Linked DNA regions of Mus musculus: regions 1, 2, 3 and 5 are each linked to region 4. Evidence: chromatin contacts called from public ChIA-PET, capture Hi-C and promoter capture Hi-C data. All regions are on one chromosome and are shown on one strand. Each heading gives the region's core, a stretch centred on a gene start, on an enhancer-like site or on the middle of the called end of the contact. The rest is flanking DNA. Distances are from core to core; before and after follow the strand shown.

Region 1 (2,700 bases), core at 36-2,535, 450 kb after region 4:
ACAGCCACTGCTACATAGTGAGCCTATTTCCAAAAACAAACGAATGCATTCCTAGTCTGGCGGTGGTGCAGGCCTTTAACCTCAGCATTCAGAAGGCAGACAGTCCGATCTCTGTGAGTTCGAGGCCAGACTGGTCTACAGAGAGTGCGTTTTAGGACAGCCAGGGCTACATAGTGAAACCCTGTCTCAAAAACAAACCAATAATAATAATAAAAGAATTTCAAGATGGTGACAGCAGGGCACTAAACCAGGCCCGGGAGCCTTACTAAGCTAGGAACCCTGGGTACTACATAGGTGACATGTCTAGAAAGTTGGTCTTGCCTCTGGAAAAATGTAGTCCTCTAGTTATTTGTGAACGAACCTAGGTTATTCCAGAATTGTGTTAAGTGCTGGGGAATCAGGTAAGAGCAAGAATTTATTAAATGACACAGGTGTCATTAGGCTTTTCCTCCCCTCAATCCTAGGGGTGCTTCTCTGAATGAGATTTCAGTGTTAAGCAGAGACAACAGAAAGAAGCAATAAGTTAACCTAGGAAAGGGATACATGGTATCTACATGGTTACTTTAGCTTAGTTGGTCAGGAAGGATCAGTCTGACACATTTGAGATGTGACTTCAACAAACATGGTCCATTCTGGGAAGTCCAGCAGAAACTCAGGACGCAGAGTATCCACATTAGCGCGAGCACATAAATGTTTACGTGAAAGATTGAAATGATGATGGGAAGAAGCTGGCAGGCTCTATCATCGTCTTCGGCAAATGGGAGCGAAGGAGGGAGTACAAGTCTGGAGAGAAGGACCTTTCGGGAGTCACACTTAGAAAAGTGGTGGGTGGTTCAGCGCGGAGCGAGAGCAACATACGTGAAGGTGCTAGGCGCACACCTCTCATCTCCCCATCCCGGCCGCGCCCAGGCCAGGTGAGTGGGTGGCCGGTGGACAACCACGCGGAGGAGCAACCTCCAGGGGCCCGCGCGTTTCCTACCCGAGCCGACGTGGCCGGCGCGATAGGCCGCGCACGTGTCTGGCCAGAGGCCCCGGTGCAGCGCAGAGGCGCGCAGGGGAGCTCAGGTTCATCCTCGTGCGGTGCCGCCGGCCCAAATCCTCGGGGCGAGCGGCGGGTGCTGGGCGCGGAGCCCCGGTGTGGGGCGGAAAGGGGCTGGGTCATGAGAGGAGGGGGCGGTCGGGAGCGCGCGCGGAGCTCGCGGGCGCGCGCCGGGGCGGGGGCAGCCCTCTCCCAGGCGGCGGTGGGGGCGGCGTCGCTGTTGCCCTTTTAAGCCGCGGGGCCACCGCCTCCTGCGGGTGGAGTCGGTTACAAAGGCAGCAGCCGGCCCGGCTCCCGCACGCTCGCTCGCTCCCTCGCTCGCACGCCCGCCCGCCGAGGCCTCGCGCTCCTCGCCATTTTCCAGCCGCGCTCGGACGCGGGTCGCGGCGGCGGGGAGAGGCGGAGCCGCGAGAGCGCGGCCCGGGCCGGCCCCGCGGGGCGGTCGCGGCCGTGACGGCGGCTCCCGGCCCCGGCTCCCTTTCCTCACCCCTCCCGCTGGAGATGAGGGGAAGATGTCCGTGTCAGGGCTCAAGGCCGAGCTGAAGTTCCTGGCGTCCATCTTCGACAAGAACCACGAGCGATTCCGCATCGTCAGCTGGAAGCTGGACGAGCTGCACTGCCAGTTCCTGGTGCCGCCGCCGCCACCACCGCCGGGCAGCTCGCTTTCGCCGCCGCCGCCGCTCACACTTCACTGCAACATCACGGTGAGGCGCCGGGTCGTAGCCCCTCGGGGCCGGGCGGGGGCGGACCTGGGCGCCGCAGTCCCGGGACAAAGGGCGCCTGCCCGGGAGACCCCCGGTGTCCCGGGCACGGCCGGTTGGCGGCTGGGCCCTGGGCCCGGCCGGGAGCTCGGGCTGCCTGGTCGGGAGGAGGTGGAGGCGCGTCGCAGCACGGCGCGGGCCGGCTTTGCTCTGTTGGCCCCTCGCGGCCCCCGTCGGGCCCCGAGGTCGCCATGGCCGCCCGCAGCCGGCCTGCTCTGGGGACCGCGGCTCGTCCGTGGGCTCCTGTCAGTCGCTCAGGTGGAAAGGCTCTCAAGTATCTGTTTTAGCTACTCGTTTTCCCATCGGGTTCCAAAACCCACGTCCTTGCTTGTTCAACCAGTTCTCGTTTGTGTTTTGGTCTCCGAGGACAAACGAACACTGAAAGCCTACGTATTTAAGGAAAAAGTTTAGGACGCAACCCCGGGGGATGGTGTGGAACCATCGTTTAGCCCTGACCTGGCTTTGCGCTTACGTGTTTTGGAAAAGCTCATGGAACCTTCCACGCGGCAGGTGGTGTGGTGAGTGTGCAAGCTGTCCCACCTGTGCCCTGTGCGGAAGCCTGGACGTTACCAGGAGGGGAAAGGAGATGCTTCGCAGTTTATTACCGGGGAAGATCAAGTGGGATTGGAAGGCTGGAGAAACACGTGGGAAGTTACTTTTCTGTTTAAGGGAAATGCTCTTTAGAAACATTCAGTTGGTAAAATTATCAGATTGTAAGTGAACTCTCTCCCCCCCCCCCCTATCGAAGTGTATTATGAGGCTGACTGTTCATTGTGAAATTGATCTCATGTGCAGAAAATACACCTTATTACAACTGGAGTTAAGGTGGTAGTTTTTATATGGCTAAGATTCCTTCTGTTAAGTCAGCCAATAGATAACCCCAAGTGTGGTGGGAATTTC
Region 2 (2,700 bases), core at 49-2,548, 330 kb after region 4:
AGCCACTCGGGGTTCCCCCAGGCCAGGAGCCCTGTTTTCCACCGTGTCAGAGATTACAGCCCCTTCACTCTCTCCAAATTCTGCAGGGGCTTGGTTATCATATCGTAGGAGCCAAGATGCCTACCGGGTTCCTGGCTGGGCTGTCTTCACATCCTCATCCCAGCCTTTACCTCTGGTCCCTGGGCATCCTTTGTTTACAAATCCACTCCAACTAAGCAAGACATATTGGCTCAAGCTGTCTGCTTACAGTACTAGGGTCAGTCTAGGTACAGTCTCGGGGGAGGGGGCCGGTGTAACTTATTTTCTTCAGGCTGTGATTTAGATTTAAGCAGGACCCATGCAGTGGAGCAGACTGTAATGATGCACAGCCACAATGCTGGTGTCGTTCCCCTCGCCCCTGCGTGCTCTGACCGCCTTCAGGGGAGCATCATAGCTGCTTTTCTGCTTCACTCGCCAGCCATCCTGGGTCTCTGGAAGGGCTTTTCTCCTAATAGGCTCCCCCCTAGAGCCTCCACGACGGCCTGGGAGGAGCGATCACGTCGAAGGTCTCTAGGCAACGCGATCATTTTGCGCAGAGACCCGATGACCAGAACCAGAGGCTTGGTCCTGCCCCAGCTCCAAAACGACCCGGTAGCTTTAGACAAATATTTAGCCTTCTTTGGCCGCATGTTTTCCCACTTAAAACCAAGCGGTGGGAGGAGGCAGATGCTGGAAGCGGGGCTGCGGGGCGACGTTCGGGACCGGGACCCAAACCTCTATCTCCCTAGCAGAAGCAGAGGGCCGGTTCTGGGCTAGTCTCGAGCCTCAGCTAACTAGCAGGTTTGGGAACAAAGGAGTAGCCAAGGGACTCAGTGGTAGGGACTGGGATGCGCGTGCACAGGCAGAACCGTGGGGCCACGCTGAGATTCAAGGCAAGTGGGTGCCTAGACTTCTAAGGCTCTGGTGGTCAAAGTCGTGCGGAAAACAGAGCCCTGGGCTGCAGCCTCGCACAGGAGACCCACCCGCCGCCCGATGGCCACCGCCCGCAGCCAGCCTAGGCTCCGGACCCGACCGCTCCCCGCTTGTACCTGGCAGCAGCATCAGCACCAGCATCAGCATGGACAGCGGCGGCGGGGGCAGCACAACACCCATGTCTGAAGACCGCATGGACAGGACCGGAGCCACTCTGGTGCTGACCACCACCGAAGCACAGCTAAGCTAGCACGGAGAGCGCGGGGTTCCTCCCGGCTTCGCGCCGCCGAGCTCCCGCGCACTTGCGCGCCCGAGTGCACGAACCCCAGGCAGGCAAGCGCTGCTAGCAGCCGCAGGGCGGGGAGGCTGGGAGGCCAAGGCAGGAGCTGCGTCCGTCGTGGGAGGGGCGTCGGGCCACGGTCTTCTGCGTCGATGCCTCGATGCCTCGCCCAGAGCCTCCCTGGACTCTTGAAACCTCTAGGCTACAGACCAGTCGGGATCAGGCATTGTCACCATGGCAGGAAGAAAGGGTCAAATTTCTGGCCCTGGCTTTCTGGCAGGTACAGCTCTGAGGAGGGCTGGGGGCCTATCACATGTGCCAGCTCTAGTGTAACTCAAAAGTGGACCGTGGAAGTTTATGCTCTTAAAGTAACTATTTTCAGCACGATGCTGTGTGTGTGTGTGTGTGTGTGTGTGTGTGTGTGTACACAGCATACAGTTAAGAGGGACTCGATGGCTTGGGATGGAAACAATATTGGCAAGGAGTTCCCCATGGTGGACGCAAGGGTGATGATATCTGGGAGGTTTTATATTATTTTCGCTACTTTCTTTAGACTATGCTAGAGATGCTCCTTGAGAAAACAGACAAATGCTGATGGTTATAGCTCAGCAGTAGAGTGCTTGTCTAGCACACCTAAGGTCCAGGCTGCGATTCCCAGCAGAGTAAATAAATACTTTTATAAGTAAAGTTGGAATAACTAGAGGATCTGGCTTCCCATAGTGACCGTCATAGATTTCCTTTTGTGGCGGTTATAGATTTCCCTTGGTCTCACTGCCAGCTGCAAACCCATGTGTCCCAGGAATCGACGGTGACAAGGTAGGTGTTCTGGGGTCTCTTGACCTCTCTGGCCATCCACCAGGGATGGCTTAGCCCATGAAGGCTTCCTTGATGGTTCTTGGGGACCTTGTAAGGGTGATGGAGCAGTACTAAGCTGGATCATGGTGATGAACATACTAAAATTCATGGTATTGTCCAGTGCACAATGAGTGAATTTATACTTCAATAAAAGTGATCATTTTAAAAAGAGTTTTGTTTATTGTGTGTGGGGGGGGGCGTGCACACACATGGAAGCCTGAGAGGAAGTATGTGTACATGCACACACATAGAAGCCCTAGGACAGCTTTGTGAAGTTGATTCTCTCTTAGAGTCTTTATAAGGATTCTAGGGATGAGATTCGGGCCTCCAGGCTTGAGAGGCAAGTGCCTTCGCTCACTGAGTCATCTTGCTGACCCAATGAAGTTGTTTTTAAAGACCCAGCATATGGGCTGGTGAGATGGCTCAGTGGGTAAGAGCACCCGACTGCTCTTCCAAAGGTCCGGAGTTCAAATCCCAGCAACCACACAGTGGCTCACAACCATCTGTAACGAGATCTGACTCCATCTTCTGGAGTGTCTGAAGACAGCTACAATGTACTTACATATAATAAATAAATCTTTAAAAAAAAAAGACCCAGCATAAAGAAGCCAGTA
Region 3 (2,700 bases), core at 196-2,695, 280 kb after region 4:
GACGCATTGTGTACTGAGATGATTTACCTGGGTTGGAAAGTGCCCAAGACATCCCAGGCCACGCCTTTGGCTTAACTGGCAATGGTGTTGCAGAGATGATGTAGGTAACTGTCCTCTTGTGACTGTAGATTAACACTCCGGAGCAGTCCAAGTTCTAATTATGCTCACGGTGGCTGAGCTAACAACCATTAACCCAGCTTTACCACTGACAGGTATTGTGATCTTCAGTAATTATTCAACTCCACTCTCCACGTTCCTTAGCTGTGAAAGTAGAGCAACACTCTAAAGTCACCCAAACACTGGCAAGAACAAATGGTATAAGTAGCTGTAAGTCCTATAAATTCTTCAAAGTATATATTTGCTGTGTAGGGGGTTAGGCACTGTCTCACTCTTGTGCAGAGGTGTAATTAACAACTGGCATTGTGAACACCATACACATCTTTTATTCTCTGGTTCTTTCATTTGCCTGCTTAAATACACTCGCTCATTTGGACATTGTTTCCATTTCCCTGGGTATACTTGGACCCAGGGGGAAAAGGTCTTAAATGACTTTTGCCTTTAAGATTCTTTGCAACCCGGTCTCACTTAAACAGATTTATGCAGTCTGAAGGTTGGAGTGAGATTTCTGCCTATAATGAATTGTAGAGGTGCCAACTCCATAATTTTCTGTGAAAAATCTGGCATGCTCTGCCACTGAAGTTTAAAGATAATTTGCCTGAATCTCTTCAACCAAATGAAGCGTTCTAATCAATTATGAGCAGAGGCAATGAGATACAGTGTAGAGTCTACAGGGATTTGTGACGCAGTCAGCATCGATCTCCATCAAAGTTGTAAGGGAGCAGTGGCAGTCGAAGGCACTAATATTTACAATGCCAAGTGATGACCGCACAGGCAGCATGGCCTACTCTGGAAGCAATTGCCTATCATTTTCGCGGATGACTTGAATGAATGTCAGAGCTGTCAGTCACAGTTGTCCTTCAGAGTCCTCCAGTTTATCCATCTCATTTACAAGGAAGAGAAAATAGACGCACAAAGGAAGAGTGATTTGAACAAGATGCAGATCTCGAATGCAGGTCTTCTGATATGGATCACTTAGTATCTACAGCAGGGGCATGAAAGTCCACAGCAGGGAGGCAGTCTTGTTGGCTCACTCGGGGATCCAGAGTTTACAGTTCCAAAGGAAACAAAACCGCACCAAAACAGAGGTCAGGACAGTCTTCGCACCTGTCACAATTCTTGCGGAAGGCTGAGAAGGGGGGTGACAAGGTAGCACCAGGTGTGGGAAAGGCGGAGCTACGAGTTGATGAAGCTGGACCCGGGGCGGAGCCTAGAAGGACAGGGTGTGGGCTCTGGGGGCGGGGCTGCGGGCCATAGGGGCGGGGCTAAGCGCCGCGGCTCCGCCCTCGAGCTCCGCGGGCCTTCCACCGAGTGGTAAGGTGGGCTTCGTGCAGAAGCTGAAGAGCGAGCGGCGAGCGGCTTCCGAGAAACGAGCGGATTTCGGCGGCAGCTCTTGTGCTCCGTCCCTCAGGGCCCGGAGTAATCCGCGAGGCAGCCGTCGGCGGGCGGACGGGCGATGGCGGCGCGGGGGTCGCGGCGGCGCGCGCTGCGCCTGCTCTTGATGGTGCAGCTGCTGGCGGGGCGCTGGCGGCCGGCCGGGGCGGCGCGGGGCGCGCGGGGAGGTGAGCCGGGGCGGGGCTGAGGGTCGCGGGGCCCCGCAGCAGGGCTCCGCTCCCTTTCCCTTTCTTCTGAAAATTCGGGATGAGGTTCCAGGTTAGCACCCAAAAGCAAAGAAAAGGCCGGTTTTGGCGTTCGGTGGCTGTCACCGTTGGGCGGCTGGTGTAGGGCGTGCCTCGGTACAACTTTCCAAGAGCGTGCTGCTGTCATCGGGCTTCCCACTTGGTGGCTGGTTCTCGGTGTGGAGACTTTGGGCTTAATGTTCGCCTTTGAGACTTTATAGTTTACCCTCTTCTCCCTCACTCCTGGCAGCATCTTGGCCAGAAGAAGCAAACGTTTGCAGAAGAAACGTTTGCTAGGCAGTTCACATGCCCAGACTTCGGGACTCAAGGATTGTATCTGGGTTCCTCGCTCTTTTGGAACAGGGCTCGCGCGTACCACCCTCCCAGCTCGACCCTCCACGTTCTCCCGCGCCCCATCTCCCTCCCCTGGTTAGCGTTTCAGATGTTGTGGGTTGGGATAGAAACAAACAAAACAACCTAGCTAGTACTTTGAATTTACAGTGCTTTAGCATATTTTAGTCCGCCCTTTTAAGAACTTTGGAAAAAAATACTACCGTTTCTGGAGCACCTGTGGTGTGTCCTATATTAGAGAAGGTGCGGCTCCTTTAAGTGGAGGGTCGCTGCACTCAAAGCTCAGTTTTATTGAGATGAGGAAATCTGGCAGACCTTTCTTTCCTTAAGGTTCTTAAATTGTGAGTCCTGGTTTTCTTTAGGAAGTGGTAACTTCGCAGGCTAGGATTCCCGATTACAGGACCGGTCTACTGAAGAGATGAAATCTTTGCAGAGTGTAAACAGTTTAGAGAAGGAAAGGGGTGCCCTTGTCTTAATTTATGTCCCCAGTGTGTCTTGTCTTAAGACAGAATTCTCTCCACTGCGTTCTTCCGTTGAACCAGGAGGACAACACTGCTTGCTTTTCTCATCCGTTTTCAGGATTGATTGGTGCATATAAAACGCCAGGCAGTGC
Region 4 (2,700 bases), core at 11-2,510:
GAAGCTAGCGGCTTGGCTTAATTTCTCATGGGTATTAAGTCGTTTGTATCCCTATTGCGCGCATGAAAGAGGAGCTTCAGCCACCAGATCAAAACCCAGGCCAGTGGACTCCAGGGAGCTGGCCAGGGTGGCTTCCTCTCCTGGATAAAGTGTTGCACCACGAGAAGCCTAAGTAGGCCAGAAGGGTCTGCAGTATTCTGATAGCGCTGCAGCAGCAAGTCCACACCCACATGTTTTGAGTAGTCTTAATCGTGGCATCCGTTGAAAGCAGCCTAGAGAAGTAGAAGATTGGACCGCCTGGTCTTGTAGGCTTCAGTGCCCGGTAGAGCTGCAATACTGGTTCGATGGCTCTGCCTTGGCCCATTTGTGCATTGATATGTGTGTGTATGGGGGTGGGGGTGGGGTGGGGATTCCCACTCCTGAAAAAAAAGAGAGATCACTGCTCATCCTTGAAAGACTTGGAAATAATGTCACTGTTCACAGGTGATAGACGTCATCACTGCTCACAGCTGGGAAACGTCACTCCTCACCCTTGGGGTACTTATGAGGTTTCCAGCTGTGGGCAATAGAGAGGCCAGTGTCCAAACTCAGGCCACCTAAAGGCCACTGTTCACATCTTCAAAGGCTAATGGTCACCCAGCCTTCAAGATGCCTAGGGGGAACCAGCCACCGCAGGATCTCGACGCCACCACAGAAGGCAGCCATTCACTCCAACACCCCCCAAAATGCAACAATCCAAGGCAGACCCCAGAGCACACCCCCGCAGTGACCGAACAGAAGGGGGCCACACCCCGAGGCAGAGGCCGGGTGGGGTCCGCGCGTCCGCTGACCTCCCAGTCCAAGCTCTCCTCTGCCCAGGGTTCGCGCACACGAGGCCCTCCTGCAGGCCATCGGATCCCAGAGCGACCCAACCCCGCGGACCCACGCAAGGGCAAGGGGACGGCCTCGGGGCGGCGTGACAATCGGCAGCGAACGACTTCCACCACGAAGCCCGAAACCTCCACGCCGAAGCCCCCCACCCCCGAGCACCCCAACATGGCCCGTGGCGGCAGTCAGAACTGGAGCTCCGGGGAGTCGGACGGCCAGCCAGAGGAGCAGACTTCAGAAGAGAACGGGTGAGCGCGCGCGCCCGGCCGGAGGACCGAGCCCCGGAGCCGCCGGAACCTCCGCGAACGTTCTGGGCCTATGTGGCGTCACGCCTCCTGGCGGAACCTTCCGCCGGCGCCGAATAAAAGCCGGCGGCGGAGGTACCGGCGGCTCGAGTGCGGCGGTGCCGGGAGCGCAACTGGGTCCCGGGCTCACGCTCGGGACGGAGCCCCGGGAAGCGGCCGCGACCGAGACGGTGACGCGCAGGCCGGCGTCGGGGGCACGGGCCGGGGGCGTCGGGGGCGCGCTGACCCGCTTCGTCCGCCCCACCCCGCAGAGACAAGATGGTGAAGGAGACCCAGTACTATGACATCCTGGGGGTGAAGCCCAGCGCGTCCCCGGAGGAGATCAAGAAGGCCTATCGGAAGCTGGCGCTCAAGTACCACCCGGACAAGAACCCGGATGAGGGCGAGAAGGTGCGGGGCCCCGCGGGGTGTCGGGGTTACGGGAGGACCCGGGCTGTGAATTATTGAAGGCGACGCAGAGGCTCTCTCCAGGAGCCGCGCCAGCCCGAGGGAGGCCGCGGGGCGCAGTCAGTCGGGGGCACCTAGCAAGGCTAGGTGCGGGGCGCCAGTGCCAGCAGCCATCCGCACCTTCGTTCGCTCTACAAGTGTTTCTGGAGCCCCTGCTTCCGGGCTGTGAGGACCCTGACGGGGATCCGTGCTGACCTCTGGGAGCACAGCTCTCTGAGGCAGCCCTGGCATTCCTGTGGGAGAAGACACCGGCAAACCAGAAACCCTGGCACCGGTGAACAGAAGCTATGTGCTTGTTGGGGACCCCCCCCGGCAGCGAAATATTGTGTTTCTGTTCCGCGTGTTGCATAAGCCCTAGGGATGAGTTCCTGTGATCTGACTTGTACCTTAGACAAACCCAGCGTCCCTCTTGAGAGGGACTGAGTGGATATGATCTGTGAGGGCCACCTCCTGCCTGATACAGTTTTCAGACACGGAATCATCACTTTTTTTGTCGTTATTAATCAGGGGTGCAGAAGTCTGTAACCCGACACATCTGCTTATAGTGAGAACTCCAGGTTTCCTGTGACAAATGACCCACGGTTGACCATAAGTACTGACAGATAATAGGCTGAAGTGCTCTGCAACTGGTGTCCTAATTTGAACCTTTTCCATCCTGTTTACAGAAATAAGGCATTCTTCATTTTGTTCCCAAAGCGGAAATGGCCCACCTGAATAGGAGACTCAAAGTACCAGCCATTGCAAGGAGAGTTGGCTAGCTAGTCTGTTTCACTTCTTGTCGTTTAAGAAAACAAAACAAACCCCCAAGGAAACCAAACAAAAAACCCACTTTGGCTGCCCCAGATGAATCTGGGGAGCCAGCGCCATGGTGGGAGCGCATAGCAGTCACACCTGGATCACTTTTGGAGCCGCTGATCACCCTGTCTAGCATTTAGACCTGGGGAAATGACACTCGGATCAAAATACCTGTCTGCATTAGTAATTCCAAGCTGGAGCAGGCAGACTGCTGAAGGTTGGCTGTGGCAGCAATGATAGAATATTTATATTTAGCCACATGTGCCGAATGAATGTGGCTGTCACA
Region 5 (2,700 bases), core at 35-2,534, 430 kb after region 4:
GGATTCTAAAATAGACCAGGCTTACTGGTGCACTATTCTGTGATTGATTAGCAATGCCTACCATGGGCATAGGCTTGGAGACAGGAGTATGCACCAAACATCTGCCAGCTCTAGAAAAAAATGCCAGTCCCCACTTCTCCAGAGCTGGTATGCATCACTTTGACTAGCTTTTTTTGTGGCTGCTGAGGTCCCAAACTCAGGTCTTCGTGTTTGTGTGGTACTTTACCAGCAGAGCCAACTCCTTCCCAAACTAGTGAGCAAATTTTGTTTGTGTCTTCTAAGTGCCAGAAATCTCACTGAACTTGCAACAGGAGTTTTCCTGGCTCAGGTTCTATGCACAGCTGTTCTTGGAAGGGCTGTGTATTTGTTTGCTTGGTACCGAGAATTGAACAAGTGTGTACTCTGCCACCAAGCCATAGCTGCAGCCCCAGGAGGGTTCTTTAAATTGGAGCTTTAGGAAAGTAACAGGAGGAAACAGTTATTACAGATGATGTTTTCAGCTTTACTGAAAATTCTAAAATAGTTCATAATTTCTGGCAGAGATCTTTGAAAGCAGATATTTTTTTCCCACTTTACTAACAGAGAACTGGATTTGAGTAGTGACCTGGTTCATGATGGAACCTCATTATTGATACATATAGACACATTTTAATATATTCTGCGGTGGTTTGTGTGAGAATGGCCACCATAGGCTCATATGTGTGAATATTTCCCAAAGGTCCATTATGTTAAAGACCTGGTCCCTCGTCTACAGTGTTTTGGGGAGACATAAAACTCTAAGATGGGGGTGGGTAGTGGAAGGAAGTTTCGTCAATGCAGATATGTCCTTGAAGGAGATATGTGGTTTGTCCTCCCTGTCTCTTTTGCTTCCTGACTACCATGAGGTTTCCCGACTGAAACCTACAAAGCTCTGAGCCAGGATGAACTTCCTGTTTTTTTAAGGTGATCATCTCCGGGATTTTACTATAACTTGACAAGCTGGGATGGGAAGATGACTCAGCAAAGCGCCTGCCAGTCCGGCATTAGGGCCTGACTTTGGAGACTCCGGGACATGTATGGCAGCTCATGCCTGTAACCTCAGCCTTGAGGTAGGGTGAGGGCGAAGAGTGACAGACTTCCTCAAGCTCATTGGTCAGCCAACCTAGCCAAATGGATGGGTGTCAGGTCCCATGAGTGAGTCTGTCTCAAAAACTAAAGGTAGAGAATGCTATAGGAAAACACCTCGCACTGGCCTTGGGCCTCCACATGTGTGTGGACATGCAGTCATCCCTTCCTCACCATGCACACAAATAAATACAGGGGAAAAAATGGAAGGCTGACCATCATACCACTACGACCATTTTCAAGTGTGCAGTTCAATGGTATAAAATACACTAAAAGTGCTAAGCAAACAGTTTCTAGAATCATCTTCACCATGCAAAACTAAAACTACCTACTAAATAACTCCTGAGCCCTCTTCCCTGACCTGCCAGACACTCTGTTTTTCTGTGTTTGACTAAACATCTCAGATAAGGTGAGTCAGACAGGATGTGGTTTTTTGTGAGTATACTTACTTAGTGTGGTATCCTCAAGGTCTGTCCCTGTTGTAGTATGTCACAATCCTTTCCCCTTTTATGGACAAATAACATCCCATTGTATGAATGAATGCCTTTGTTTCTTCATCCATCGTGGGTACCCAGATTGCTTCCATCTTTTGAGCATATTTTTAAAAGATTTATTTATTTATTTACTTATTTATTTATTTATTTATATGTAAGTACTCTCCAGAAGAGCACATTAGATCTCATTACAGATGGTTGTGAGCCACCATGTGGGTACTGGAAATTGAACTCAGAACTTTTGGAAGAGCAGTCTAACCACTGAGCCATCTCTCCAGCCCCTTTTGGGCATTTTGAATAGGCCTTTTACATCAAGAGAAATTATAAGCATTAATGTGGAACTACAAGGCGCTCTGCTGTGAGGGTGGGTGTGCCACGCTCCCTCTGCCAGTCCCTTGTGGTACAGTTTTGTTTGTTTCATCTTTGTATAACCCCACAGTATAGCCATGCAGCCCATCTCCCCAGCTGTTTCCTGGGCTTTATAAAGAATGTGGTCCTTTCCTTCCTTGGGGAGTTTGCCTTTTTCACCTACTGCCATTGCTAAGGTTTATATTTCCCACTATATTTCATTATATTTTCATTGCTGTGTGACACATCAGAGTGCACAGAGCCCAAGGCCGCTCACACTGACATTTGGGTATGAGTTGGTGTAGCCACTTTGGAAAGCAGCTTGCCACTACTTCAAGAGGTCAATATTCCTGTACTTTGTACCCTGGCAGTGTCTCTCTTAATGGAGAAGCTCCTGCCTGTGTAAAACCTGAGATGTGTTTGCAGAATGCCACCAGCAGTTCTGATGGCAGCATCAAAATCACCAAGCAAGAGCAACTGACTGGGTGGTCGTGCAACAGAAAGGCTTTCATCCCTGTGGTGGTTTGCATATGCTCGGCCCAGGAGTGGCACTATCAGAAAGTGTGGCCTTTTTAGAGTAGGTGTGTCACTGTGGGTGAGGGCTTTAAGACCCTCATTCTAGCTGCTTGAAGCCAGCATTCTGCTAGCAACCTTCAGATGAAGATGTAAAACTCTCAGTTCCTCCTGCACCATACCTGCCTGGATGCTGCCATGTTCCCACCTTGATGATAATGGATGGGACCTGGGAACCTGT

The links. Promoter capture Hi-C pulls out the DNA fragments that hold promoters and counts their contacts. ChIA-PET counts read pairs in DNA pulled down with a chosen protein or histone mark. Capture Hi-C pulls out chosen DNA fragments and counts their contacts.
Region 1: a promoter capture Hi-C map of hematopoietic stem and progenitor cells shows a contact between it and region 4. The contact joins the promoter of Ube2q2 here to the promoter of Dnaja4 in region 4. A contact is called at or near these places in 13 of 39 promoter capture datasets (the C10 cell line, the SN4741 cell line, cranial neural crest and 8 more), 4 of 115 datasets of contacts at active chromatin or transcription factors (embryonic basal ganglia, embryonic forebrain, memory CD8 T cells and 1 more) and 1 of 9 other capture datasets (liver).
Region 2: a promoter capture Hi-C map of embryonic stem cells shows a contact between it and region 4. The contact joins the promoter of Chrna3 here to the promoter of Dnaja4 in region 4. A contact is called at or near these places in 5 of 39 promoter capture datasets (the 3T3-L1 cell line, embryonic stem cells, liver and 1 more) and 1 of 9 other capture datasets (embryonic stem cells).
Region 3: a capture Hi-C map of embryonic stem cells shows a contact between it and region 4, with 3 times the contacts expected there. The contact joins the promoter of Chrna5 here to the promoter of Dnaja4 in region 4. A contact is called at or near these places in 5 of 39 promoter capture datasets (the 3T3-L1 cell line, embryonic stem cells, frontonasal cranial neural crest and 1 more), 1 of 115 datasets of contacts at active chromatin or transcription factors (double positive thymocytes) and 1 of 9 other capture datasets (embryonic stem cells).
Region 5: a contact with region 4 is called in an RNA polymerase II ChIA-PET map of memory CD8 T cells, with 8 read pairs. The contact joins the enhancer-like site here to the promoter of Dnaja4 in region 4. A contact is called at or near these places in 4 of 39 promoter capture datasets (the C10 cell line, embryonic stem cells, pre-B cells and 1 more) and 4 of 115 datasets of contacts at active chromatin or transcription factors (embryonic forebrain, memory CD8 T cells, neural tube and 1 more).

The regions. Positions count from the first base shown.
Region 1 is chr9:55,148,084-55,150,783 of GRCm38.p6, forward strand. It overlaps Ube2q2 (ubiquitin-conjugating enzyme E2Q family member 2), which reads left to right and starts at 1,286. Exons shown (of 13, transcript NM_180600.3): 1 at 1,286-1,743. The coding sequence starts at 1,552.
Region 2 is chr9:55,025,264-55,027,963 of GRCm38.p6, forward strand. It overlaps Chrna3 (cholinergic receptor, nicotinic, alpha polypeptide 3), which reads right to left and starts at 1,299. Exons shown (of 6, transcript NM_145129.3): 1 at 1,068-1,299. The coding sequence starts at 1,131.
Region 3 is chr9:54,980,043-54,982,742 of GRCm38.p6, forward strand. Chrna5 (cholinergic receptor, nicotinic, alpha polypeptide 5) reads left to right here and starts at 1,446. Exons shown (of 6, transcript NM_001373901.1): 1 at 1,446-1,679. The coding sequence starts at 1,574.
Region 4 is chr9:54,698,299-54,700,998 of GRCm38.p6, forward strand. Dnaja4 (DnaJ heat shock protein family (Hsp40) member A4) reads left to right here and starts at 1,261. Exons shown (of 7, transcript NM_021422.4): 1 at 1,261-1,562. The coding sequence starts at 1,431. It overlaps Gm46113 (a long non-coding RNA gene), which reads right to left and starts at 422. Exons shown (of 2, transcript XR_001779175.2): 1 at 1-422.
Region 5 is chr9:55,124,942-55,127,641 of GRCm38.p6, forward strand. No RefSeq gene overlaps it. Among named protein-coding and RNA genes, the nearest start is that of Ube2q2, 23 kb to the right of the region's middle. Within about 2 kb of position 1,285, at least 57 of the 459 cell types and tissues checked have an H3K27ac peak or open chromatin away from gene starts, as enhancers often do. A contact at or near this core is called in memory CD8 T cells and pancreatic cancer cells, where this site is marked.